Linked DNA regions of Sus scrofa: region 1 is linked to region 2. A link is a contact called in public HiChIP or PLAC-seq data. All regions are on one chromosome and are shown on one strand. Each heading gives the region's core, a stretch centred on a gene start, on an enhancer-like site or on the middle of the called end of the contact. The rest is flanking DNA. Distances are from core to core; before and after follow the strand shown. Region 1 has its middle 72 kb from the start of TNFAIP3. Region 2 overlaps LOC100621792 (a long non-coding RNA gene).

Region 1 (7,032 bases), core at 1,876-4,375, 53 kb before region 2:
TTTCACTACCTAAAAAATTTCTGTTTATCTCTCCTTCTCCCTGGCAACCACTGATCTTTCGCTGTCTCCATAGTCAGTCATGTAGTTGGAATCATACATTACAGAGCCATTTCAGCTTGGCTTCTTCCACTTAGTAATACACATTTAAGGTATTCCCCATGGTTTTTTCATGGCTTATTAGCTCATTTCTTTTTAATACTAAATAACATTTTATTGCCTGGATTATGTCTGTGTTATAGACTGAGTTATGTCCTCACAAAATTCATATATTGAACCCCTAACCCCCAATGTGACTAGACTTTAAGGAGGTAATTAAGGCTAAATAAGGACACCAGTTCTATTGGAATACTGCTAAAGTGGGGCCCTAATCCAATAGGACTGGTGTCCTTATAAAAAGAAGAGACATACACAGAAACAAAAGGGCCATGTGAGGACAGAATAAGAAGGTAGGCATCTGCAAGCCAGGAATAAGTCTCTTACTAGTAGTCAAATTTCCAGTACGTTAATCTTAAACTTCCAGCCTTCAGAACTGTAAAAAAAAAAAAAAAAATTATGTTAAGTCATATAGTCATATAGATATTTTGTTTTAGTAGCTGAAGAAGACTAATACAGTTTATTGATCTTTTCATGTACTGGAAGATGTCTTAATTGCTTCTAAGTTTTGGCAAATATGAATAAAGCTACTCTAAACATCTATGTGGGGATTTTTGTGTAGACATAAGTTTTCAACTCATTGGAGTAAATATATTGAGTAAAGGAGCATGACTGCTTGATCACATGGTAAGAATATATTTAGTTTTGTAAGACCCTGCCAAAGTGTCTTCCAAAATGTCTGCGCCATTTTGTATTCTTTTCAGTGATGAATAAGGCTTCCTGTTGCTCTCTATCCTTGCTAGCATTTGGTGTTGTCACTGTACTGGATTTGGGCCGTTCTAACAGGCATGTGGTGGTATCGCATTGCTTTGCTTTTTTTTTTTTTTTTTTTTTTTTCCACACCCATGGCATATGGAATTTTCTGGGTCAGAGACTGAATCTGAACCACAGATGCAACTTCTACACCACAGTTGTGGCAACAATGTATCCTTAATCCATTGCACCACAGTGGGAACTCCTTTCATTGCTGTTTTAACTTGCATTTTCCTCATTACATAAGATGTGGAGTGTCTTTTTATATGCTTATTGGCCATCCATATATTCTCTTCAGTGAGATGTCTGTTCAGGTCTTCTGCCCATGATTTAAGCAGGTCGTTCCTTTCCTTACTGCTGAGTTTTACAACATCTTTTTATATTTGGGACAATAGTCCTTTGTCAGATATGTCTCTTGAAATATTTTCTCCCATTCGGCAGCTTGTCTTCTCATTCCCCTGATGGTATTTTAATGAAGCAGAATTTTTTAATTCATTAACCAATTGACATATAACTCTGTTTTATGTAGGTATCTGTTTTAAAATATTTGATAGATAATTGTTAATTCAAGAATATTGAACTCACAGCCAACAGGTCTGTAATACATGAAGGAAGCTTATTTAAAACATGTCTTAGCTCAGGCTGCCATGACAAAATACCACAGATTGCATGACTTAACAGAAATTTATTTTCTCACGGTTCTGGAGGCTGGAAAATATGATGACCCTGGAGGTTAGGCTTCAACATAGGAATTTTGGAGAACACAAGCATTTGGTCCATACCCATATGTATTTTCTCACGTGTTCAGTCCATACCACATGTATTCTCTCCCATTAAGCCACATCATAGTCTTCTTGCCCTTAGGAAATCTACACAGCACTTCAGGACTACACAGCAAGCCATTTCAAAGAGCAAAATCACCAATACAAAGCAAACAGATATGAAAAACGTGGCATTAAGTATAACACAAAAAGAACACTTGTTTACAGTGTGTGCACTGAAACAAGAAGGCAGAGTGTCACCTTATAGGACTTCACCTGGAAACATACACAAAGGACAACTCAAATTTTTCACCACTCTGTATATGTCCACAAATGATGGTGAAAGTACAGGAGTGTTGATTTGGGGGTTAAAATAAATTTCAGCTAGCAGGCAAATTCACAAATATGAAATCTGCAACTAATGAAGAATTACCAGATATGGTTTAGATAATTTGAAGGAATGTCTCAGAGAAAAGGGGTTCCCCAACCTGTCCATTTGTATCTTAGGTAGAAGATTATAGAAGGCCAATGACAACATGCGGTCATCTAGGTGCCCAAGAGTGTGAAAACACGGGGAGATAGGAAAGGTCTAGCTGGCCATCTGGAACGTCCCTTGTCCCCTTTGCCCCACAAGACTCTACGTTGAGTGCAGAGAACCAGCCACAGGCCTGCTGTGACAAAGCAAGATGACCCCACAGAAAAGGTCATGGGTGGACAGCCAGGCCAAGGACCTGAAGGGAAAAGAGCAGAAACCCAGCAGCTATAGTACATTAGCATTGAGGAGAAGCAGAGTCAGTGAGCAAGGAATGTATAGCAAGTTCTTTTCAAGAACCTTGCTTAGCCAGATTTTGCCAGCTGCAGATTTCAGACTCAAAGGGCAGCGGGACCTGCTGGACAAGGCATTGCCTATTGGAGATGGGCAGATTCCTCCAAGAGCAACTCATGAAACCTCACGAGGCCAAGAGCCAACAATCCCACCCCACCCCAATACAACTGGGAACCAGTAAGCCATACTCTAGACTCTATCATTTCAAGTACGTTGAAATGCAAGGGGAAGGCCAGGTTAACTGGACCCCCAAGCAGCTTTATCCAATAGCAATTTAAGTTAACCTAAGAGACTTTTTACACCACTGGAGCTTTAAAACAGACTGGACATTCAACTTTTCCCCTACTTCCCAATGGGTGGGCACTTGGAAGGACAGCCACTTCAGTTAAACAAAAGGTAAAGAAATTCCTTTTTCTCTACGTATCTCGGCTGTACTATGAGCTGAAATACACAGCCCAGTTACATAAAACATTTTTCCTTGACAGCTTATTTTTTGAATGGTGTGTATAATATAGTGAGGGAAATAGCTGTTCTTCATTAATCATAATGACAAGGCAAGCAGTGGTGAGTGCTCTGTTAGTTACATTGTTTTGTTGTATCCAGAGGGCAGCAGTGAGCTTTGGCAATACTGTCAGCAAAGAAAAACGTCGAAATGTGCTCCAGAGAGCTGATGCCTTTCAGTCTGAAAGGTCTTTGGAAGGCTGCTAGAGTATATGTGGGTGTTAATTCTCATGGTCTTTGGGGCTCACTGCAGCAGAGTAATCTGTGAGGGGCACAAGCACCACACCCCTGACCTACCGTCTTCTTTTCTCTTCTCACACACTTTCTTACCTCCACGTCCCCATCCTGAGCCCCTCCCCCTCCGGCATCTGGCTCTAGAACACCTTATATTAACTGATTCTCTCTGGTAGTTACTGTGTCCCTTTTGGTCTATTCACAATTTTAATCGCTCAGCAATTCTTCATGCTGCTGCTGATTTTGTACTTGAGATTTAAAATGTGCCGATTATTTTTCATGGCCACTCCTGCCTTCCCCATCCGTTTGCTGTCCTCCTCTGCCCTCATCGGTGCCCTTGAAGCACTTGGGGGAATGCGTTCAGGATTCTTGCTGGCCCACTTCAACTTGGGTTCCCCCTTGGAGGGCACTCTCCCCCTTTCTCTTGGTATCTTCCCTGCTTTCACACAGGCTCTGGCATTTGCTGCATCCCTTTTGACTACTGCCTCTGCTGGGGGCCATCCTCAACAGCCCCACTGTTCAATGGAATTTAGTGACACTATTGCCTTCTCCTTGCTCCTTCGGTCCTGCCGATGGTGATGGCTTCCCACAGCCGCTGAGTGTTTTAATACCTCTCCTGTTTCCCTTAAACCTGCCCACACCTCTAGCATTTCTTCATTGAGACGTTGTTGTTCAACCATAGGAGGTGGATTTTGCTTCTTGATACTCTAGATAATCTCCAATTTACTATTTGTGATACTTCTTTCAAGCCTTGCAGGTTCTCTAGTTCAGCCCCCAGACCACCTGCTTTCAGAATCGTCATGATTGCTGTCTAAAAACGCAAACCTCTGGGGCCCATCCCAGCACCTTCCCAATCCGACTCCCTGGGAGAGCTGGTGAAGATCAGGGCATCTTCATTTTAACCAGTGCCTGAAGAACTTCAAAGCAAACTGAAACCAAAGAACTTTGTATCAGGCTCCCCTCTGCCTGCCATCAGCTAGCACCTGAGTGTGTTCTTGGGCATGTCAGTAGCTTTCCAGAACGCATGAGTACAGCCCCTTTTTATTCTTTAAAGTTGAATCAAAGATGAATGACACATATTTCAAGCAATTTAAACTTATTGGAGAAAAAGGTATCTATTAAATAAGATATTTTTGAGCTAAGCTCACTAATGTTTGTAGCCTTGCCTATATGAATCCCTGTCTACACTCTTAGGAACACCCAAAGTGCCTCTGTTAAAGGGGAACTGCAATGTTTAGTCCAGTTCGCTCAGCCAGGATAAGGTCTCTGTTACAAAGGCACCTCTATTCCTGCCAGGTTCCCTGTTTGAGATCCTGAAAGAATTCAGACTGGCAGTAAACACAGCAGCCTAGTTGCCATCTGGTTCAACTTACTAACATTACAGAAAGGAAACTAAGCTAAAGAGACTCGCCCAGAGTCTCACACCCTGTTGGTTTGTTAAGTGTATTTTTTGACAGGTTTTCCTGCTCAGTAATGACTTTGGGTGTCGCTTACATATAGGTTGTGACGGAGATGTCCTCTGGGTCCAGTCCTTCCACTGACACTTAGTGACATATGATTGAAATGTCACCTTTTTGTTTGTCTTTTTGAGGTCTGTCTTAGTTTCCTATTGCTCATAACAGATTACCACACATTTAGCAGTTTAAAACAACAAACCTTTATTATCTCTACAGTTTCTGTAAGTCAGAAATCCAGGCCCAGTTGAACTAGGTTCTCTGCTTAGGATTTCACAAAACTGAAATAAAGGTGTTGGCCAGGCTGCACTCCTTTCTGGAGCTCAGGGTCCTTTTCCAAGTTTATGTAGCTGTTGGCAGAATTCAGGTCCTTGTGGGTGAAGGACTGCAGCCCCTGTTCTCTGGCTGGCTGGCCGAGACTGCCTACAGTTCACTGCCATGTGGCCTCCCCCACAGGCTCTTTCACTTTAAGTCGTTTTGGTTTTTCCTGTCTCTGGCTTCTAGATGTAAAGGGCTTCTGTGATTGGGTCAGGTCCACTAGATAACCTCTCTTTTAATGAAGGTGAAGTCAACTGATGAGCAACCTTATCACAAGAGTGATGTGCCTGTGATTCAAAGGTTCTGCCCATACTCAAGGTGTGGGAATTACATAAGGAGTACATCCCAGGAACATCGCAGGGGCCGTGTAAGATTCTTCCTATCACCAGGCCTTAAGGCAGCAGACATTTATTGAGTGTCAAACACTGATCTAAACCTTGTTAAAAATATGGAATTCCCTTTATGGCTCAGCAGAGAGGAACCTGACTAGTGCCTGTGAGGGTGCAGGTTCAATCCCTGGCCTCACTCAGTGGGTTAAGAATCCGGCATTGCCATGAGCTGTGGTGTAGATTGTAGATGTGGCTCTGATCCAGGGTTGCTGTGGCTGTGGCATAGGCTGGCAGCTGCAGCTCTGATTTGACCCCTAGCCTGGGAACTTTCACATGCTACGGGCATGGCCCTAAATCAACGACAACAAAAACAAACCTTGTTAAAAGATAAACTGAGGCATTTTTTTTTAATTTAAGAGTTTATTTGAGCGGACATCAATTCCAATTAGGCAACAGAAACCAAAAAGTAGCTAGGAGTGCTCTAGCAACCAAAGCTAGGGGTAAGACTTTATGGAAAGAAAGTAATTTCTTGATTGGCTCTAGCTTGAAGCCTAGTTGGCTGTTTGTGATGGGCTGGCTGTCCTTAGCATTTTGATTTTGTAATCTTGAGGCATTTACAGGTTTGTATATATAGGTCACTGGCAGCATTATAGTTACCTCATTATAATGGTCTCCTTGTTTAATTAATATAACAACTCCATACATGTTTTAACTCCTAAAATCCTTACAATAGCTCTAAGAAGTAAATACTATTGCTACTATTATTATCCTCTTTTTATGGACAAGTAACTTGAGGTATATCAGAGCAAATACAAATGAAAAATAAGAGGTTTAATTCCCTCTGTTGAAAAGTAAGGGAAGAGATTCATGCCTCTCCTCTTGCTTCCAGAATTTCTCTCTCTTTTTATATATATAAATCTTTTTCATGGCTAAATAAACCTCTGGCCAGTCTCACAACTCAAGGACTAGGAGTCATCTCTTTGAAATGCAATCATCAAGGAAGACAGAGCCCAGTGTCCCAGTGGCCTGGGAGGAGATAGGCTACTGGTCCCTTGACTCTCAATTGCAAAACCCACATAACATAATGGATCAGATCCCCCTAATTCTGTGGACAAGTGACATTTCTGTCTGTCTTTGCAATCCCTTTGGCAAGTTGCCTGTGACACCATATCACATTCAGGTTTAATGTTTTTTCAATAATAAAATTGCTTTCTTTCTTCTTTACGTTCATAGCAAGATTTTCTGGGTTGGAAGATTTTTTTTTTAATTTTCCCAATAGGTAGAGAGAAAGTAACTAACTTGTCACTGACACCTCGCTGCTGAGTGGCAGAGTTCCAACTGTGAGCTCAGGTCACCCAGGTGTCTACCCACCTCACTATCTTGCTGTTGTTTGGTCAGAAACAGCTTGTAGTTGCCAACAGTACCTGAATGGAGGCTTCTCCGTACACTGTTCTATGATCAGTGAGGCCTCACATTTAATCCTTTAGACCAGGGTTCCTCCACCTTAGGAATATTGACATTTTAGGCCCTGTAAGCCTGTTGTGGAAGACTTCCTGTGCATTGGAAAATGTTCAGCAGCATCCCTGGCCTCTACCCACTAGATGCTAGTAGCACACACAGTTGTGACGACCAAACATGTCTCCAGACATTGACAAATGTCTGGAAGGAAGAGGGGGAAATCACCCCAGGTTGAGAACCACCCA
Region 2 (6,560 bases), core at 505-3,004:
AAGTAAATCTCCATCACAAATGCCAGTTATATTTGAAGTGCTTATATTCATGATTACCATTGCCTTAATAAAAACGTTATCATTATATATTATTTCCTATTAATAAAATATTAATTTTATGCAGAGCTAGAATTCAGGACAGACCTATTACTCTATTAGAAATCAGGCACAGAATCTATTGGAACTATACAGTCACTAATCAGCTAGAAAGGTTTCTTCGAGAATTCAGAAAATTTGAAATTGTTTTGCTTTACTGGGAAAGCTGACACTGGGTCACGGTCAAAGCTTATAAACACAGAATTTTATAGCCATGAAGATACGCAGTCCATGTATCCTTCTTTATCCTTGGAGAAAAGGTAACAAGAGTTTTAGTTTCAGTGTTCTCACAAATTAAAAACAAACAAATAAAACAAAATGCAGAAATGGCAATTCTGGAACATCCAGGAAATCTGATCTCATTGGTGAGGAAGCTACCAAATATGGGCACACATAGTGAGATAATTTTCCAGGGCAAATTCTCTGAGGTATTTAGAGATGGGAATACCCTTATTAAAAGTCCTTTCCCAAATTCAATATAAAAAGAGCTGCTTAATCATTAGACTATAACTGATGGGAAAACAACGGTCACGATGTGGGGAATCACCCAAAGTTTTCTATAGACTCATAGGATCCAAGTAATCAGAGGCACTAATTTCAGAAGATCTGCTTCAAGGGACATTTCCTTCTGATCCACAATGGACATCTTTCTGTTTCATATTGCCTGTGCACAGTCCACATTTGAGGCCAGGGTCATCTCCCACCCAGAAAAGAAGCAAAAATATTGTGTGCCACCCCCACCCACTCTGACAATGAATCTACATCAAAATACAGAATAGTCTGGGAGTTCCCGTTGTGGCTCAGCCATTAAGAACCCACCTAGTGCCCATGAGGATGTAGGTTCAATCTCTGGCCTCACTCTGTGGGTTGAGGATCCGGCACTGCTGCGAGCTGTGGTGTAGGTTGCAGACGGGGCTTGGCTCCCGCGTTGCTGTGGCTGGGGCATAGGCTGGAAGCTGTAGCTCCAATCTACCCCCTAGCCTGGGAACTTCCATATACCGCAGAGGTGGCCCTAAAAAGAAAAAAAACAAAAACAAAAACAAGATACAGAATAGTCTGAACTTGCACTGTCTACCATATGACTACAACAGGACTCTGGCTTGAGTGGTTAGTAAATGTGAACTACAAAGACAGAAAGAATATTTCCATTTCCACATGCATCAGATTTGCTGTCACACCCCAGTGGCCGGAAAGAATTGCAAAAGCCGGGAACCCCATTCGCTCTCTGGGAGAAGACCCCCCCTCCCCACCCACATCGTCCTGCTCTACCAGGCTAATCTTATGCAGAGACCCTAGAGCTCCTGGAGTGAAAATTTCCAGTGTGGTGACGAAGAACAAGGGTGCTGGAACCAGCCTGCACTGCCTCTTAAAGAAAGGGTGGCCTTGGGCCTGTTACCCTCTCTCTGTCTCGGTTTTTAATCTGTTAAAAGGGAATAATAATGGTGCTTACCTTATTATGTGATCGGGAGAATTAAACAGATGGCTGCTTATTAAACACTAGGCTATTACCAACGGCATGGTTATGAGTGCCTGGGTCAGCTATTAATTGTGATTATTAAATGAATGCCAACCACGTCAACACTCTCTTGAGGGTTTCCCTTGCCTGCCTTAAATAGACATCTTCACACGAGCTCTGCATTGACGTCCCCCCCCCACCCCGCCCCACAGAGAACTGTGCTTAGTTCTCGCTTCCTCATTGTGTTTTCCTCAAACTTGGATGGTTGTTTACACCCACAGCGTGATCAGCAAATTCTCTGTCACGTAATCGAAGCTGCCGGGCTCCGAGGCCGGGTCAGGTTTGGCTGGGCTCGTCTTCACACCTTGGGTCAGTCATGGATGCTGATATTGGAATTCCAACCTCCTAATTCCTCTCTGCTGGTATCACTGAAACTTTCTGTGCCCTAGTTCGTTTCTCCACGTCTTCACTATAACCCTGTGAGGTAGGTACTCTTTTTAGCCCCACTTGACATGAGGAAACTGAGACATCAAGATTAAAAGGCCTTCCTGTGTCACCTCACTGAACGTGGCCAGGCTTATGACAGAGGTGGCTCTGGCGCCAAGGCCCTTGCTCTCCCGTCTTAGTTTGCCAACTGCTGTGGTCGGTTTTGATCTCAGACGACCTCAGAGCCCAGGACCATCCTCTTTGCTGAGTTTTTCAGCTCCATCAGAGCAAGGCCCCTGCATTTCTAGAATGACTGGAGACAGGAAACAGTGGCCTAGGAGCTGACCATGTTTTTCACATTCTTAAATGGTTGAAAGCAAATCCAAAGAAAAATAGTACTTTGTGACCTGCGAAAATTATCAGAAATTCACGTGTCAGTCTCCATAATAAAGGTTATTGGAACAGGGCCGCATTTTTATTTCATGACATATTGTCCATGGTTGCTTTCACACTTCCTTGGCCAAACTAGGTACCTGTGACAGAGATCTTGTAGACCACAGAGCCAAAAATATGTACCATCTGGCCACCCCTATTCTAGACCTTGGCTACTCACTGGGTGGTTCAGGGACCAATGACAACACCATCCCTGGGAAGCACATTAGAAAAGCAGTCTTGGGCCCCATTCGAATCTGAACCAGAATCTGCATTTACCCCAGTAAGTCAGCTGCACTTGGAAGTTGGAGCAGTGCTAGTCCAGGAAAAGGAACACATCAGAGAGGTTTGAGGAAAGATAGCGGAGTCCGAGCCTAACATTCCTGCTCCAACATTTCCTGTCTATGTAGCCTTAGGTGTTAACATTGAACTTAATCCTCAGTTTTCTCATCTGTAAAGTGGACCCAATACCATCTACCTTTAGGAATTATGTAGGGAAATAGAGTTACACTCCATAGTGGACTAATCCCAGTGGCAGTCACACAGCAAATATTTAATTGAAACTGAATGGGAAGAAGAAAAAAAAAAAAAAGGAGAGCCCATTGTGGTTCAGTGTTGGCAACTGGAGGGAGGGCCTTTGGGAGGCGATTAGGTCATAAGGGAAGAGCCCTCATGGATGAGATTAGTGCACGTATAAACGATGCCAGAGGAGTTCCCATCGTGGTCCAGCGGACACAAATCCAACTAGGAACCATGAGGTTGCGGGTTCGATCCCTGGCCTTGATCAGTAGATTAAGGATCCGGCACTGCCGTGAGCTGTGGTGTAGATCACAGATGTGGCTCGGATCTGGTGCTGCTGTGGCTCTGACGTAATCCAGCAGCTGTAGCTCCAATTCGACCCCTAGCCTGGGAACCTCCATATGCCACAGGTGCGGCCCTAAAAAGCAAAATAAATAAATAAGTAAATAAATACACACATAAATAAATAATGCCAGAGAGATCCCTTGTCCCCTGTCCCATGTGAGGACATGGTGAAAAGACAGCCATCTATGAACCAGGAAGAGGGTCTGCATCAGACACTGAATCTGCCAGCACTTTTATCTTAGACTTCTCTGCCTCTGAAACTACGAGAAAAAAAATTCTGTTGTTCATAAGCTACCATCTTCGGCATTTTTGTTATTGCAGCCCAAAGAGGCTAAGACAGTGTATTTGATCAAAAGTGAAGACCTAATGACAATGTAAAACTATCACAGAATGAGTAGGAATTGCCTGCCTACTCCTTACGCTTCTCTTTTCCTCCACCTGGGCCCTTGATCACCACCTGCAGGTTCAGCCCCACCCTAAGTTCTGGGATAACTATGTCCTTGGTCAGTGTTCAGGTGACTCAACACAGGTCACCTCCACTCAGAGACCTGCTGGCACCCAGTATCCCACATTCAGAGACTGAGTGCTTATCTTATGACTCATTTATTCAACAAACACTTAGTTGAATGGCTGCGAGGTGCCAAGTAGGGGGCATCTTGAAGACAGACAGAGTCTAGGAACAGTTGGTATTCATTTTACCTGAGTACCTACCTTACTAAAATGCCAAGTACTCCAATTCCTCCATGTCCAAGTCCCAGACCTGACCTCCCTAGTTCTCCTAGGACTGAGGTCCTCTGACAATTAGTCCAGCCAGTGTCTCCCTGCCAATGCTGTGATTACGTGGGTCTCCATGATGTTCTGCTCCCAGACCCTAGACCTCTCTTCCTTTGGGACTTCATCAATGCTTAACCCTCCAAATGCCTGCCCCACTCACCCAGGGGTGTTCCCCAGGCTCCATACCTGGAAGGAGTTCCCTCTCTGAAAAAGCATCCTTCTGGATGCTTTAGTGACAACTCCTCATTCTTCACCATTGACAGACCTCACCAGCCTGTGTAGGAACAAGCCCAAGTTGATCACATCAATGGAAACTGTAAAAGGAACTCTGGCTTTATTCATTCACCTTTTTTGATCATGGGATAGTCCTATGTTCTGTGACTCATACTGAAATGCCTTGAGTATGCTCTTCCCTGGGCAGCCAATTTCCCCTGATTCACTGGCCACATGCTTTTCCCCCGGGGAATAAGTAATTTGCTAGATTGTCTTTTTTATTTGCTAAAATACTTCTCAGAGGTTCGATGGGTTACCTGGGAAAGGCCAAGTGGGGGTGTGACACAAATGAGTTTCCTATCAAATGAAGGCATTAAAAAAGGAAGACAAATAATTGAATAGACTACACCTCAGGTCTTGCTGCTCTGGCACATCCAGATCACATGAAAATGCAAATCTTGGGCCCTGAAAGCAAAGGCAGCTGAAAAGATCATTAATTTCCCCCAGGACTTTTTCATGATGATTTTCAAGAAGGACCAGGACTCGTAGTCATCAGTGGAGGTGTGATTTTATTAACAAAAAGAATACTTGAACTAATAATACCTAGTATGACAATAACTCCGTTCCAGATAAGAGAGCATGCTTGGACATGCAATCAAATAGTACGTCAATTTATTTCGCAGTTGATTTTGTTGAACTTGTTCAAAATCTGCTAAATTAAGCATTATGGTTAAAAGTGCAGGCTTTGAAGACAAGCAAGTCTCCAGTACCAGCTTTGTCAGTTTCTAGATCTGTGACCTTGACCCTGTTATTATAGCTGGAAAATGGGATAATGATAGCCACATGTGAAGACTAAATGTGATCAAACAAATAAAACACTTAGCTCAATATTGAGCATACAGTGAGTGTGCTGTGAAGGTATATAAAATTCATGGATATGGGACACAGGGTATCCGAGGATAATCCAGAATCTCCACTTGATTGACAACTGAGCTACCTTAATCAAACCCACTACTATCCTATAGTAAAGGGAGATTCTCTACCTTCACAATAGAAATAAAATCTCTATATATAGTATCTGGTAATATTTTCTCCACCTGGTACACAGTTGTCAAGAGAGATATGGAATGTATATCCTAACCAGTCACCTTTGCCTGGGTGCTGACACTTCTTTGGATAGAAGGGCAGCCATACCTGTTTAATTAACTCATATCCATCAAGGATGTCACAGATGCGTCCAGTGGGACTTGTAGTCACTTTAGAAAACCTGCCACAAAGGTGAGTAGGACAAAGGGAAGAGTAGCAAAGATGAGGAATATCATTTCTATTTCAAGGTAGAGCCAAGCGTGAGTCATAATCACGGAAATTTCAGATTATTGAGAGACTGATTTATCTTATTAGATTAGTCACACATATAACAGGATATGGCAATGAAGGATGTATTTGTCATATACTGTATTTTTTGAGCATGTTAAGGGCCAGGCACTGTATCTTATCCTTATTTAATCATTACAATAACTCTTTGAGGTAGGTACCATTATAACCCTTTTCATGGTATCTCCGCTTTATGACATCTATGCATATAAACTTCTGCTGGGGGACATAAAAATAGTTAAATGGGAAGACATAGCACAGTCTTGAATAAAAAAGATTCAATATCATCTATATATATAAAATCTTCCTTTAAAAATTATCAATTCAATGCACTTCCCTCTCCAAAAAACTCATCAAATTTGTTCGAAAGGAAGGGACTAGATAAGCAGATTTTTCATATAAAAATTTAAACAAGTAATATTAGCTAGGAAAATTCTTGAAAAAAATCAGAAGACAGATAGATATTCTATCAGATATTAAATTATAACATTTTAATTGTTAAAACAATGCTTTCTTTGCATAAGAAAAGACCCAAAAATCAGTAAAGCAGTGTCATAACTCCAATAATATATTAAAATAGGTACAGAAATTTAGGCTTTGATAAATTCAGTTGGAGATTAAGGTACAATTTAATCATATGTCTTTGGAACAACCAGGGGGCCACCTAGAAAAATGAAATGGAATGAAATGAAATTAGAGCTCCACAGCTTAAAATAAAATAAATTTCAGATGGGTCAAATATTTTAATATGAAAAATGAAGTCACAAAATATTCAGAAGAAAATTAGAAAATTTTAATGTTTTTAAATTTCAGAATGAATCGTTCCTATATATGATTTTTTAAAAATCCAGGGTCCATAAAACAATTTTTTAAATTTCTGCTTGGAAAACAACCAAGTTAAATGGCAAATATATTTATAAGTATA

What was found. HiChIP or PLAC-seq counts read pairs in DNA pulled down with a chosen protein or histone mark.
Region 1: an H3K27ac HiChIP or PLAC-seq map of alveolar macrophages shows a contact between it and region 2. The contact joins two enhancer-like sites. A contact is called at or near these places in 2 of 5 promoter capture datasets (fetal liver and liver), 6 of 47 Hi-C or Micro-C datasets (alveolar macrophages, blood, fetal heart ventricle and 3 more) and 1 of 2 datasets of contacts at active chromatin or transcription factors (alveolar macrophages).

Annotation. Positions count from the first base shown.
Region 1 is chr1:26,554,659-26,561,690 of Sscrofa11.1, reverse strand. No RefSeq gene overlaps it. Among named protein-coding and RNA genes, the nearest start is that of TNFAIP3, 72 kb to the right of the region's middle. Within about 2 kb of position 3,125, at least 15 of the 83 cell types and tissues checked have an H3K27ac peak or open chromatin away from gene starts, as enhancers often do. A contact at or near this core is called in alveolar macrophages and retroperitoneal adipose tissue, where this site is marked.
Region 2 is chr1:26,500,670-26,507,229 of Sscrofa11.1, reverse strand. The region is part of intron 1 of LOC100621792 (a long non-coding RNA gene); the gene reads right to left. Among named protein-coding and RNA genes, the nearest start is that of TNFAIP3, 18 kb to the right of the region's middle. Within about 2 kb of position 1,754, at least 5 of the 83 cell types and tissues checked have an H3K27ac peak or open chromatin away from gene starts, as enhancers often do. A contact at or near this core is called in alveolar macrophages and retroperitoneal adipose tissue, where this site is marked.